Linked DNA regions of Mus musculus: region 2 is linked to region 1. The links are chromatin contacts, called in public HiChIP or PLAC-seq maps. All regions are on one chromosome and are shown on one strand. Each heading gives the region's core, a stretch centred on a gene start, on an enhancer-like site or on the middle of the called end of the contact. The rest is flanking DNA. Distances are from core to core; before and after follow the strand shown. Region 1 overlaps Rin2 (Ras and Rab interactor 2). Region 2 overlaps Ralgapa2 (Ral GTPase activating protein, alpha subunit 2 (catalytic)).

The links. HiChIP or PLAC-seq counts read pairs in DNA pulled down with a chosen protein or histone mark.
Region 2: a contact with region 1 is called in an H3K27ac HiChIP or PLAC-seq map of bone marrow-derived dendritic cells, with 4 times the contacts expected there. The contact joins two enhancer-like sites.

The regions. Positions count from the first base shown.
Region 1 is chr2:145,884,856-145,891,520 of GRCm38.p6, forward strand. Rin2 (Ras and Rab interactor 2) reads left to right here. Exons shown (of 13, transcript NM_028724.4): 13 at 748-2,761. The coding sequence ends at 1,068. The region is part of intron 2 of Gm39954 (a long non-coding RNA gene); the gene reads right to left. Among named protein-coding and RNA genes, the nearest start is that of Gm39954, 6.0 kb to the right of the region's middle. Within about 2 kb of position 3,271, at least 190 of the 459 cell types and tissues checked have an H3K27ac peak or open chromatin away from gene starts, as enhancers often do. A contact at or near this core is called in bone marrow-derived dendritic cells, where this site is marked.
Region 2 is chr2:146,413,995-146,420,659 of GRCm38.p6, forward strand. The region is part of intron 16 of Ralgapa2 (Ral GTPase activating protein, alpha subunit 2 (catalytic)); the gene reads right to left. Among named protein-coding and RNA genes, the nearest start is that of Ralgapa2, 95 kb to the right of the region's middle. Within about 2 kb of position 2,542, at least 18 of the 459 cell types and tissues checked have an H3K27ac peak or open chromatin away from gene starts, as enhancers often do. A contact at or near this core is called in bone marrow-derived dendritic cells, where this site is marked.

The DNA.
Region 1 (6,665 bases), core at 2,021-4,520:
GGAGATGGGGGTCCCGAGAGGCTCACTGTCTCCTAAGGCACCTACATGACTCTTAATGCCAAGCTTGCAGCCGGCTCCTTTTACTTCCCCAGCATCACGTTATGCTTAGTCAGCCCCGTCTCAAAAGCCTTCTGGCAGAATCAACATCCCTTCCCTGATTCTTCCCACATTTCAGCCCCAGCCACTGGGAGACTGGGAGTCTTATGTAAGGTGGCGCCGCATGAGATCACCATTTGGGGAGAGTGGTCAGACCTCAGCAGTTTGACCAAGCATTGTTGTCTTTGGGTAGGCTTCCTAGAATGGCACAAAGCAAGCATCATGGGTGCTGGTATGTCTAGATGTTTTAAATCCCTTCCTGCTAACTGCTGCCCCAGACTCTCCTGCTGTTTGGGTTATTTTTCAAGCTGAGAAAAATCCCACTTTGGATATGGTTCACACTCTTAGTCAGGATCTCTTCAGCAGCTGGCCTTATAATGGATATAGAAAGATGAAAACCAGGGCTGGCGGGACTTCCTGTTGTTTCCCTTTGCAATGAGTTAACACGTGGCAGTTCAGTCCCCGCCATGGTCTCTGCCACTGTCCAAGTACAGATCAGAATCTTTCCTGGCAAGAGCTGTGTGGTCTGACTAAACATCTGGACAAGCCCGAGCCTTGAGTGGCTCTCCAGTTTGGCCTTGCACTTACCTCTGAACAGCGTCTGTTTTCTTTTCTGCGCTAGCTCCTGACATCTCTGTTTTCCCCTTGCAGAATTACCTCCGAGTTGCCTTCCAAGAGGTCAACAGCGGATGCACTGGGAAGACCCTCCTTGTGAGACCGTACATCACCACAGAGGATGTGTGTCAGCTCTGTGCTGAGAAATTTAAGGTGGAGGACCCTGAAGAGTACAGCCTGTTTCTCTTTGTTGATGAGACATGGCAACAACTGGCAGAGGACACTTATCCTCAGAAGATCAAGGCCGAACTGCACAGCCGGCCTCAGCCCCACATCTTCCACTTTGTCTACAAACGAATCAAGAGTGATCCTTACGGGGTGATTTTCCAGAATGGAGAAGACCTCACTCCCTCATAGGGGACACTTGGGACTTCCCATTGATACATCCAAAAAGGGAGCTGAGAGTCTAGCTTTCTGGCTGCCTTGGGTTTGAGCTTAGAAGACAGCCACCTCCTCAAGCATCCCTCAGTTCAGTGACTAAGCCATCCATAGGCTGATTTGGCCAAGGGCATCCTTTAGATACATTGCCCAGATGAGGTAGCTGAGATTTGGGAAATAGTAAGACTCTCATCCAGAAATGGTAAATTGCATTTAATGGTTCAGGTGTCCTGAGATCACTGGTTAGTTAACTAGTTAACCTTAGCCAGCTTCAGGGTTGGCTTACACATCTGTATATGTGCTGAGGAAACACTTAAGGTACAAACTCTTCTCTTGGATTCGATAGCAGCTGTTGACAAGACTGTCCGATGCAGTTCGTCAGGTCCCTCTCAGCTTTGTGGATGGCTCCATCCTTCCCTCTTGCCCTTCTTTTGTCCATCCTTCATCCTATACTTTTTTTTTTTTACAAAGAGCCTTTGTGTTTTTATATATTTCATAGAAAATTTTATAGCAGTTGCAGGTAAACTGTCAGGATTGGTTTTTAAAATATTTTTGTAACTTTTAAAATATTCTATAAGTATGCATGTGATTTAACATTTAATATTTGAAGATAAATCTCTTGCTGGATTTGAGAGTACTGCATTTTAGACGCCTCATAGATAATCTCTCTTCTATAACTGGATATTTTCGGCAAATTTGTGGGGAGAGACTTCTGGTTGTCTTAAAGAAATCCCTGACGCTGGCCACAGGCTGCCTTTGAAAAATCGGGTGTACTGTTGTTACATTGTTGTTACATTGTTCACTTTTAGCGGTGTATTGTTACATTGTTCACTTTTAGTGCTGGTGTCTGTTTATGTTTTTAAGCAATCGAGGCTGAGAATTAGAAGAGAAATGAATGTAGAGAGAGGTAGAGAGAGAAACACAGACTCTAAGGGGGGGACTGAGGAATGTAGTCTGCAGGTTCAGGCTCTTCGCAAGACGTTGGAAAAGGAGTCAGTACTGTAAAATATGTGCTGCGGTGAGCTTTGACAAAGATCTGTTCCATATGCTATCTGCTTTGGGGAAAAGTAAATCAAGGATAACGATCCCTCTGACCCATTTTGTAAGCCGACACTAAGGACATCCATTTATTTGGAGGCAGAAACCAAGTCATGTATAATACGAGTTTAGTTGAGTTCAATGAGATGTTGATGGGGAGAGAATGCACTAAAACCAAAACCAAACCAAAAACAAAACAAAACAAAAAACAAACCTTCTGTATTTGGTTGGGGCATGGTAGAGCTAACATTCACACACTAGCATGCTGGGTTCCATCCTCAGTGTGACAAATAATGAGCAAAACAAGCAGAAAACATGGATGTATGGTGAAGTTAGACTTATGTTGTATAAGATGAGTTTATGGACACACGTATTCCAGAAGGGTCATACATCAGTGTAATACAGATCATTGCAAAACAAAAGCAGAAAGCCATGTTACTATCCTGTGTAAGGATGTTCAGGCATCTGATCTGGAGGACCTCGTACCCTGTACAAGGCTTTTGTTGTCCCAGAACCCTCCCTTGGCACATGCTGGGTTGTGCTTCCTTTTGTAAATGATTTTCAATGGAATTTTGCACATAATACATTGTAATACTGTACAATAATCCTATGTAAAATAATTTTTGCAATATTCTTCAGTTGTCTTTTTTGTTGTTGGTGGTGGTGGTGGCAGCTATTTGTTTGAGTCAGAATATAATCATGTACCCAAAGATGCTGTGCAAGTGTACATGACAGTGGCTGGGGCTTGGTGGCCTCTGCCTTTTACCATAGCACCCAGGAGGCAGAGGCACATGGATCTCTGTGAGTTGCAGGCAAGCTGTGCTACATAGTGAGACCCTGTTTCAAACATCCAGGGGCGCAAACACACATGTGTACGCATGCACACAGTACACAACCATGAACTCCACGTTGATCTGGTAGTTTTGAAGAGCAAATAGGACACTGCTCCAAAGCTTATGGACCAATGGAACAGAAATCAAAAAGCGAAGAGAACAGTTGGTCCATGGCCCACAAGTATTTGCACGATTATCCAGCCCAGTACTTGGCTTAGATGGCTCCAGAGCAAATCACAACTGATCTGAACTCAGAGCCAGGCAGGGTCCTGCAGACAACTCCTCCCTGTCCTTAGGCAACCTCTGCTGTATCCTGGCTGAGAGTTAGGATTGCAAAATCTGCTAGCATCGCAGGCCTGATCCTCTGCTGGGTGTTCTGGGGATTGCAGCCATGCGACTGCTAAGTGCCCATTGCATCCCTGTGGATAGGGAGAAGGGAAGTTCAGAGGGTTTCTGGGATATCCATAAGATAGCTACTTCAGAGACCAGAAGGAAGGCTGACTGAGCTTGCTTTCAATGTTTGGAGCGAAGAGACACTGCTCGCGACATCTGTCCAGTTGCCCTCCCAACTCTGCAAATTTAGACGATGAGGCTGTCCTTAGGCTGAGGTACTCCTCTTAGATTAAAAGCGGGTCACGACATCCAAATTAGGCAGTTCGAGCAGGCCCCGTGAGAGCAGAGTCAGAAAAGCTAGAATGAGCAGAAGAAAACATCACAAGACTTGCCCTGGTTTGTCATTGGGCAATGCTTCCCTGGCAGAGTTTCAACACATGTGTCTTCAGTTTTCCCCCCACGCAGGCATTTCTCACTTCTCAGTTTGTCAGGAAACAGGCCCTGGTGGAGTTTGGATAGGGTAAGAGCAGAGTAAAAATATACATGCTGGACGGAGGGAGAGGAGGGTGCACTTCCAGACCTAAAAATATCTTGAATGGCAGCCAGAGGAAGGAATTTTGTTTTTGATGTTGGACAGACTGCCAACTATGACCCCCTTAGGGACACAGAAAAAAAAGAAAGAAATGGAAATTGTTAAGGTTGTTTGTATCATGTGGAAGTTACTTTAAATCTACAAGCAAATGCAAACTAAAGGAAGGAAGCTGGGCCTGACTGCTTCCATTCACAAAGGCAGCCTCACTGCCCTAGCAGCTCTGACCTTCCTCTTCTGGAAGAAACATGAAATAAAAGGGGCCTGTGGTGTTTAGGAGCCTGGCTCTACCCTCAGGTGTCTGGGAAGACTCACACAGGTGGGGATCTGTCTATGTGGGACACGTGGTGTAATTGCCCAGAAGTGTCTGAGAACAAAATGGCGACTCTCTGTTTTCAGACCATTCGAGTATGGGTAAATTTGAGACCCAAATGTTGTTTGCCATTTGGTGATCCTTAGTCGTGTGGGGAAGATGACCTTCTCCACAAGTCACATTACAGTGCCGAATCACAAGCAGATGGCGGGAAAGGAGAGGGAGGGAAGAACTGGCATTTGTTTCAGGAAACATGTTCCATACTGAAAAGGGTCTGTGTTTTAGCATCAATGAGTGGGTAGCAGCTGGCCCAGACTTCCACATGAATATTGACTCTGTTGGGGAAGGAACCATAGGGAGTTTAAAAGAACAAAACAAAACAAAACAAAAAGAGGGAAGCATATTTGGAGTTAGGAGTGTAGCTTGATAATACAGGGCTTGTGTAACATACTCTTGGTCCTGTGTTCGATACCCAGCATGCACTGCACACGCACGGCTACCCACCACTCCTCACTCCCACCTGTACCCCCCACACACACACACACCCACCAGGAACTCACTCAGAGATCCGAAGGGTATCAGTACTCTTCATTTTACATTTTGTTGATGTCATTTGATGTTTAAGACAAGTTTCACCATGTACCCTAAAACTGGCCATAAACTTGCTGTGGTCCTCCTGTCTCTGACTCCTGAGTCAGAGACTTTGTTTTCTTTTCAGACTAAGAGATTGAACCCAGACTAGATAGGTGCTTTACTATTGATCCCCACCCCAGTTCAGTCCAGAGCCAATACTCCTTTGTTGTCATTTTGAGATAGGGTCTCACACAGTCCAGGGCGGTCTCAAGCTCCCTGTAAAGTCAAGTATGGGGCTGGTGAGATGGCTCAGTGGGTAAGAGCACCCGACTGCTCTTCCGAAGGTCCGGAGTTCAAATCCCAGCAACCACATGGTGGCTCACAACCATCTGTAACAAGATCTGACTCCACTCTTCTGGAGTGTCTGAAGACAGCTACAGTGTACTTACATATAATAAATAAATAAATAAATCTTAAAAAAAAAGTCAAGTATGACTTTGAACTCCTGATCCTGAGTGCTGGGATTATATACATGTGACACAGAGCCCAGCTAGTGGGCCAGTACTCTTACCTGAGGGATAACCAAGGTTTGTCCTGAGGATTCTGGATGGAAAATGTCCCAAGGAGTGACGTGGCTAGGGGACGGGTTCTTTTCTTGATTCTAATAAAAACTGGAATCCTAAAGCAGGATTTTCCAAAATTCTTATTCTCTATATTAAAAGCACCTAGAATAGCATTATATGACTGCCTCTGGGTATTTCCTTTGACAGAATATATTCAAATCAATGTAGCTGAAGATTTTACAGTTTGCCTTGTGGGGATGAGGTCTACAGAGAGCTAGGAAAGACATTCAGAATACCCCTGGCTTGCCTCTCGGAGCAGCTCGTACATTTCCAGGACATTTGTCACTCACACAATAGAAGGTGTAGTCACTAGCTCTTCCTCTTTCCTTCATGTGATCATCTCCAGTTCTTCTTATGCCCCACCCCCACCCCACCCCTACCTGGGAGCTATAGGGCATTTATCTCTCGCAGCAAATCTTAAAATGCTTGTATTCCACTCCAAGGCCTCCTGTCAAAACACAGGCTATGACTTGCCTTCTTGCTTGCTTTTCCAGCTCTAGCTAGAGAATTCATTGTGAATGAACCATCAACCACCCACCCTGTCTGTCACAAAGACTCCGAGGCAACTGCTGCAGTTTTAAGTGTGTAATTTTAAGTAATTTTGATTTTGCTTCTCAGTGTTGGGATGGGATCCAGGTCCTTGTGTTCTCTAGGCAAGCACTCTGCCTCTGAGTTGGGACACCCAGCCCTAGGCTACATCTTGAAATCACCTGGGGCTGCCTAGACCATCAGTGGTCTTCAAGTGGTACCCAAGTGTCCCGGTGATTAACACCTCAGGATGCTCCCACCAAGAGCTACCAGGCACAATTCTTAAAGTGACAGCACCGTGGGCATGTAGCCTCTTGCTTGGCCACTAACGTCTGAATAGTGCACACTCCTTATTTCGCTCAAGTACTTTGGGCCCCTTTATCCAACATAAACATAAAGCTGATTACAAATTTTCTAGAAGCCACATTTAAAAAAAGAAAAAATCCTTTAATCCCAGCACTTGGGAGGCAGAGGCAGGCAGATTTCTGAGTTCAGTTCGAGGCCAGCCTGGTCTACAAAGTGAGTTCCTGTACAGCCAAGGCTACACAAAGAAACCCTGTCTCGAAAAACCAAGAAAGAAAGAAAGAGAGAGAGAGTGAGAGAGAAAAAAAGACTAGCAGTTCAAATTAATTTTATAGATGTTATTTAACCCACGAGAATCCAAATATTATATTTCAACAATATAAAACATTAAATAGGTATTTTACATTCTTTTAAAAATATAAGTCTTCAAAAATCTTATGTTT
Region 2 (6,665 bases), core at 1,292-3,791, 530 kb after region 1:
GTTAGAGCCTTACTACATTTTAAACAGAGAGCTCCCAAGCTCTGTCTGTATTAGCTACACTGACTATGTCACCTGGTTGCTCAGCTGAAATGGAGAGTCACTGCCAATGGGTGATGCTCACCCCATGTGAAGTCCTCCCACCTGCATATAAGCCACAGTAAAGGTTCACTCCAGCCGAGGAGATGTGTGAACACAGGATGACTCTGAGATTTCCACAAATGATTGCTGCTCTGCTTTTTTCTACCCAAATGAAAATTCCATTTTCTACTACACTAGTACATTACAAGGCCTCAAAACTATGAGCTTTGTGTGAGTCGTCATTATGAATCAAAGTTCCAACTAGACCATAGTTTAAAGATGGATGATAATGGGAACCTGAGAAAAAAGACAGGCCAATATGGCATGAAGGGGCAGTCTCATCTTTCTCAGGTCATCTTTGCCTTCTCTTGAGTATTTTTCCATAGAAGTCACACAAGGCTTATGCACACACTGCAGTCTACCCATACAAAGCAAAGACTAGGCTCTTTTCACAGGTCTGCTAGAATATTTAGCCCCAGGTCCCTACACTCTAGGGCCAGGCCTTCCGGTTATCTTCTTACTCTATATCACAAGATGGTGAAATGATACTACTCTATTTGTCATTCCTGTATCAGTAGAGGGAGCCCAAGAGCTTCCAAACTTCCTGAAAAATAATTGGCCAAAAATAATTGTGGACAGAGGGAAGAGAGGGTTTTTTTTCTTTTCTCTGAAGCCTGGTGCCAAATACTGGTGGATGCCAGTTTCTGAGTTCTGAGCAGAAGTAAATAAGAACTGAGCCAACTCTGGCAGCATCTTTGTAAAGATAAAGAACATCGCCATCTGGTGGGATGCAACACAGCCACAGCACCATGGCTTCCAAATTAGAGTGTCCCCACTGGTCCTCAGCACAGCAGACGGAGGACACAGAGCCTGCTACCACCAGCTGTCTGCCTTCCCAAAAGGCAGGCCTAATACATCTTTTAAGGCTTTGTTTTTGCAAAACTGTTAAGAGGGACTTCTCAGATGGAGAAAATCCAAGCCTGCAGAAAGAACTGGAAATGGCAGGAATGGAAGAATGGGCGAGAGAAGCGGAAGGAAAGGAACAGCCACATTCCTTGCTGTGTGTTACACTGTATTCAGCGAGAGCTCTATACAAGGGACAGGAGAATGATGGTTTAACACCTTTTCCTTCCTAATGGGTCTCGGGCTCCCTCTGCTGGCACGATGTTGTTGAAGAAAGTTCATGTTGGGCTGAGGCTGCTCCCATTCTACTGTGTCCATCTGAGTGGCTTTTTTTTTTTTAACTAATGAAAATGATTTTCCTACTGATGTAAAATGTAAAGACACAGGATTTCCTTTCAAACAAACAAAAAAAATGACATCTGAGTTACAAAACAATTGTGCAATAAATTTAGATTTGATGCATCCTGTTTTAAATGTCACACAATTTTTGTTTAAATCACTTTGAAGAACAGAATTCTGCCTCAGACTCAGTTCATTTATCCTCTGTGAAGTCTAATAACACTCGATCAAAAGCACTAACTTTCCTGTCTCTTGAGGATGTAGTTTCTCAACACCATTCCTAACCCACTGTTTTCTAAAGCTCCACTAAAACCATCAGCAAAATGATCATAAGGATTCGTGGCTTTTACCCCCACTGAGAAGAGTCAGCATGACTGAAGTAAATGTGTATGTTCTGCAGCTAACTTCTATTTTCTCCAGATGTCTGTCTACTTTTCATTCACTCTTTAATTACAGACTTCCTTATTTCATCTTATTAAATAAGCAAAAATTCTATGTTCCATTTATCCCTCATGCAAGGATGCACAAGCACAATTAGAATGTAAGGTCCTAGTTTAAAAAATACCACTGGTGATACCAACTTGATCTCACAAAAGCCCAGGAGATGCTTTCCATTTAGCACTCTCCATGTCCACAAGGTCCTGCTTCCTGAGAGTAAGTTAGTCCAGGTCCTAACTGGAAGAACTTCCATGGAGCTTGTGGAAAGACAGAGAGGCAGCTCAGCAAGGCCTCCCCTTAGGTCCCATATACTGGGATAAAGGAAGACAGTCTATCTGCTAGTTATAACCATTACAACATTCCCAAAAGAAAAAAGAAAAATCTACCCTTGCATAGCATGCAAATGCTACAGACTGATAAATGTCCCAACAGAGAAAAAAGTAACACTGCAAGACAAGCGGGAGGGACTGTTTTCAAGAAAAAGAGAGGGGACTCCCCAGCTGTCACAACTACTCCCAAGGTGCACAGATTTCTCCCTACTCATATTAATGGAAGTGGGTCATTTTGACTCTCCCCAAATTTAAACACCATTTGCTTCCCACACCTCCAGATCTACTACCATTGCTTCTATTATTACAATTCTGGTGGGTTGACTCACACAGATTAGAAACCAAAACAAAGACTTCTGCCATAATAAAAACAAAACTAGCAACCACTGACACAGTGAAACTAAAAGAAAAGCAAAAAACAAAAAACCTCAACTTGTAGCCAGCAAGAAGGAGAACTGAAATGACTTACTTATCATTTAGCTGCAGCTTAGCAGTAGATCGCCATCCACTCAGAGGTACATCAGAACACAAACCATGCTGCAAATTACCAGCCAAGTAGAATGGCTACTCACTTCTCTCAGCCTAGTCTACTCACGGGACAGTCACAAAGGACAATGGTATCACACTAACTAATAAAGCACACCTGGAGTCAGACTGAGAAGGCACTCATTACTGTACCTGTCACATCAAATGGCAGTAGCAGTTTGTCCTTAAAGTCACCCTGCTATAAAATCAGTGAAGATGGCAGAGATAGGGAGACACAGACCTGCTCCAGCCTGCTCCACTTTACAGGGCTATTTGCCCATCTGCACAATAGATCCTTAGGTCTGACCATCTTCTGGTCTAGGCTGCTTCCAGTGAGGATATTGAGTAGGATCTCTGGCTTCTACCTACCAGACAACCAAAAATGTCTCCAGATGTTGCCAAATCATTCCTAGTTGAGAGTCACTGCAGAAAGTCACTCAATTTCTGCTGGTGCCATGTACACACACACACACACACACACACACACACACGAAGAATTTGAGTGAATGAAAATATAACTCTGAATAAGAACAAAACTTTTACAAATGAAGAGATATTAATAGGAAGAATTTTTTTTTTCTGAGAACATATTCCAGAAAAACAAGTAAAAAAAACTTAAATGTAACAGTACGGAAATAAAATAGAGAAAGAAATAAAACTTTTTACATTAAAGATTTCTTTTTGGTGTCAATTAGCCAAATACCTAGCAAATTCTTTCCAATGCCTCATTCATCACCTCTAAGAAGATGCCTTTCCTGGACAAGCTGATCCGCAAGCATTTACTGCTCAGCAGCCACTCACCTGAGAGTCCCCCTCCGATGCCAGCAGCCTCACTGTTTTCACACTCAGTGTTTACTAAAGAGAGTTTCTAAGCAACATTATAGTCCCCATTCTCAGTTAAAACTAACTTCTTTCCTCATGGTATTTTACTTCAGCTTTGATTTTATTTTGCCAAACTACAATGGTGCTACAGTGTCTGAGCTATAGAAACTGTACTCACACTATCTCCAGTACTGAAAACATCTTAATCTATATCTATATTCAGAACATAAAAGGAACATGAAAACATTTCCCTCTTAAGATATAATTCACCTTAAAATCACTGAAAAATATCTCTTTGTAGATTTAATTATTCAACACATAAAATAAATTCCCTTTGAGAAGTGACTAGGCAAAACATGAGAAAACTAATTTTTGGTATTACAACACCCTCCTTTGTAACTGGCACAACAGTGATTACACACAGTGGTAGGACACAGTGTGGCATCTTGATGCATGGACAATGTGGGAGAAGTGACATTGGAGCAGGATAACTCATGTACCTATTACCCTCTCATTTACGTGACAAGCTCATTCAAAATGCCCTACTCAGGCCATTACAAGATATACAATAGATTATTACTAACTCTATTCACATTGCTGTGCTAGAGAAAAAAATACACATAAACTTAATCCAGTTGAATTAACTGGGTGAAGTCTAAGAACAAATGTTTTGAAAATTAGCACTGGTTAGTGTTTTTTGTTTTTGTTTTTTTTTTAATTAAAATCTCTATTACAGCCATGAATCTGATAACTAGCAGGATTGTAGAATTTTTGACTACCTAATAGCTACTAAACATGAACTACACAAAAACAACAATTAATATTTTTTGAAATTTAGCACAAGTGCAACAGACACCTTCTGAGTGTGACTGGGGGTGGCAGGAGGGAGAAGCCAGGGGGTGTGGACGGACACATGAGACAACAGTACAGTACCTGACAGCCTGTGAGAGCAAGAGGAGTAAGAGAGACCAGGTAAGAGAGCGCTCACGGTATGGAGGAGGAGCGGGACGCTTTTAGTAGCAGGCAAAGCCTCAGAGAGGTGGACACAGTTGCTGATAGACTGGCTTCGCTTAGCTTCCAGGAGAGATAAAGTAACATTATATCAGAGCACATCAAGAGCTTTTTCCACTTCTAAGTTCTTAAGGTGCTGCGTTCCCCCAAACATTTAAAGGAAGCCATTTTAGGCTTTAAAGAAATCAATAAAATGAGAGAACTAAATCACAGTCTCTAAATACAGCCAACCTTGCAGCCAAACACTGATGACTTAGAATGGTTATTCCACAAAAAGAACTAGTTTCATTTAAGAATGCTTCCTTTTGCTGCTGTGTATCAGAGAGCATCAGAATGATGTCTGGTTGCTTGCTCAGCATCATCATTATTACATTATCAACACATTAGTATCTCTTCCTAAAGGATACACATACAAAGACCACAGTGAGAAAAGGAAAATCTGGTCCAAGACAGAAATTTTTCTATTACATCATAAATAATTCAGAAATTGATTTACTGAGAGCCGAGTGTATTTAAAAGCTAATCATTTAGCATTTAGTATACAAGATATCCCCAAAGCTCATAAATATATGACTCAGTTATACATTTTATTTGATATACATGAAACCTATCTTTTTATATTGTATTTCACATTTAGTTGAGCAAAAGTTTCTTGGTATGAACTTTTGATTTTCTCACTGTTGGTTAAATAAACACTCAATAAAACAAACATGGAATGTGCTTCAGATACATAAAACTATCCTTAAAATCCATAAATCATCAGTGCTATCCTTAAAATAGAAATAAAAGTGATTATTTGCTATGTTGTTATTTTACGTACCTCTGCAAAGCATAAGTAAAACAAACCCTTATACAATGGTGGCACATTTAAACAAACTTTTTACTCTACTGTCCCTTCCCTGTCCCTTGCTATCAGCGTTTCCAGTGATGAGATTACTATATAGTTCATGAATATGTAAGATAATATGTAAAGGGCAACATCCATGTAAATGTCAAAGTGTAGAAGATCTGTTTACCTCTGTATGCAGCCAGCATTTCATTTGAGCACTGTTTAAAATCTTTCCTTTTTGTAACCAAATGGTTATGCATTTTTCCAAAATAGATCACCATAAATTTTACAAATAGTAAAATACTGGCTGTTTTATGTGGCGATTAAGACTCACTTTGATCACCCTGAGTTTGGATATCTGAATCCTCACCATCATTGACACTGAGAGCCAGAGTTGTCTTTCCATGACAGGCCTCTTCAGTTACACTCTGATATCCTCCCTATAAAGCCTGTTTCCCTGGTGTCAGCATCAGTGACAGCTTCTTTACCTAACTGAAATCTGCGAGGTGAACCACTGTATGAAGAGCTTAACTGCTCTCTTAATGACAGTAGAGAAACAAAGTCATTTTTGAGTGGCTATCCCATAATAATTCCTGCTAGCTGATACTAATTCCTCCTGAGAACATAGAGAATGACCTCAGTGAGCTTATACACTCATATAAATGCCTTCTATACACTCACACTGCAGGGAAATACTCTGGGCCTTGTTAAAAAAACAGGAAAATAAAGCTGAGTAAAATCACTCATGTGCTCATGTGTGTTACTTTTAATAAACAGCAAGGTATACAAAAATCTTCAAAGACCATTAATAGGTAACAACAAATTCATAATATTTATTACTTTTAAAGGCATAAAATACAATAGGAAATGCATATATATATACATATACACACACATGCATACATGTGTATATATAAAACACAAAGACTTATGTAACTTATGGTCCTCACTGTATTTCAAATATAAAACAGTTGCAGACTTTTAAAATGTAGTTAATTCTGCAGAAGTCAACATTACAGTTTTAAAGTACATGTTCCACAAATATCTTTACAAAACCTTTATAAATGGTTTGTCCAGTGCCACATGGCCCTCAAATACCTAGAAGATCATTAATCAGAGCCTGCCTTTCCTGAATGCTTTCTAAAGTATGCTGGTAAAGTATGCATATTCTACCACATTGTCGGTTTAAAATGTCTGAGGAAAATTAAGATTTGCAGTATCATATGGAGTATTCACGTATTTGTTGCTGATCAACATGTACAAATAAAATGCACTGTTTTTGAACTAGTGCTTATACTTGGAATTCAAGGGTGGTGAAGGCAGCATAAGTCTGCACAGCTTGGGAAGGACACTCACTGCCTTTGGCACATGCTTCTGAGTACTTTCCCTGA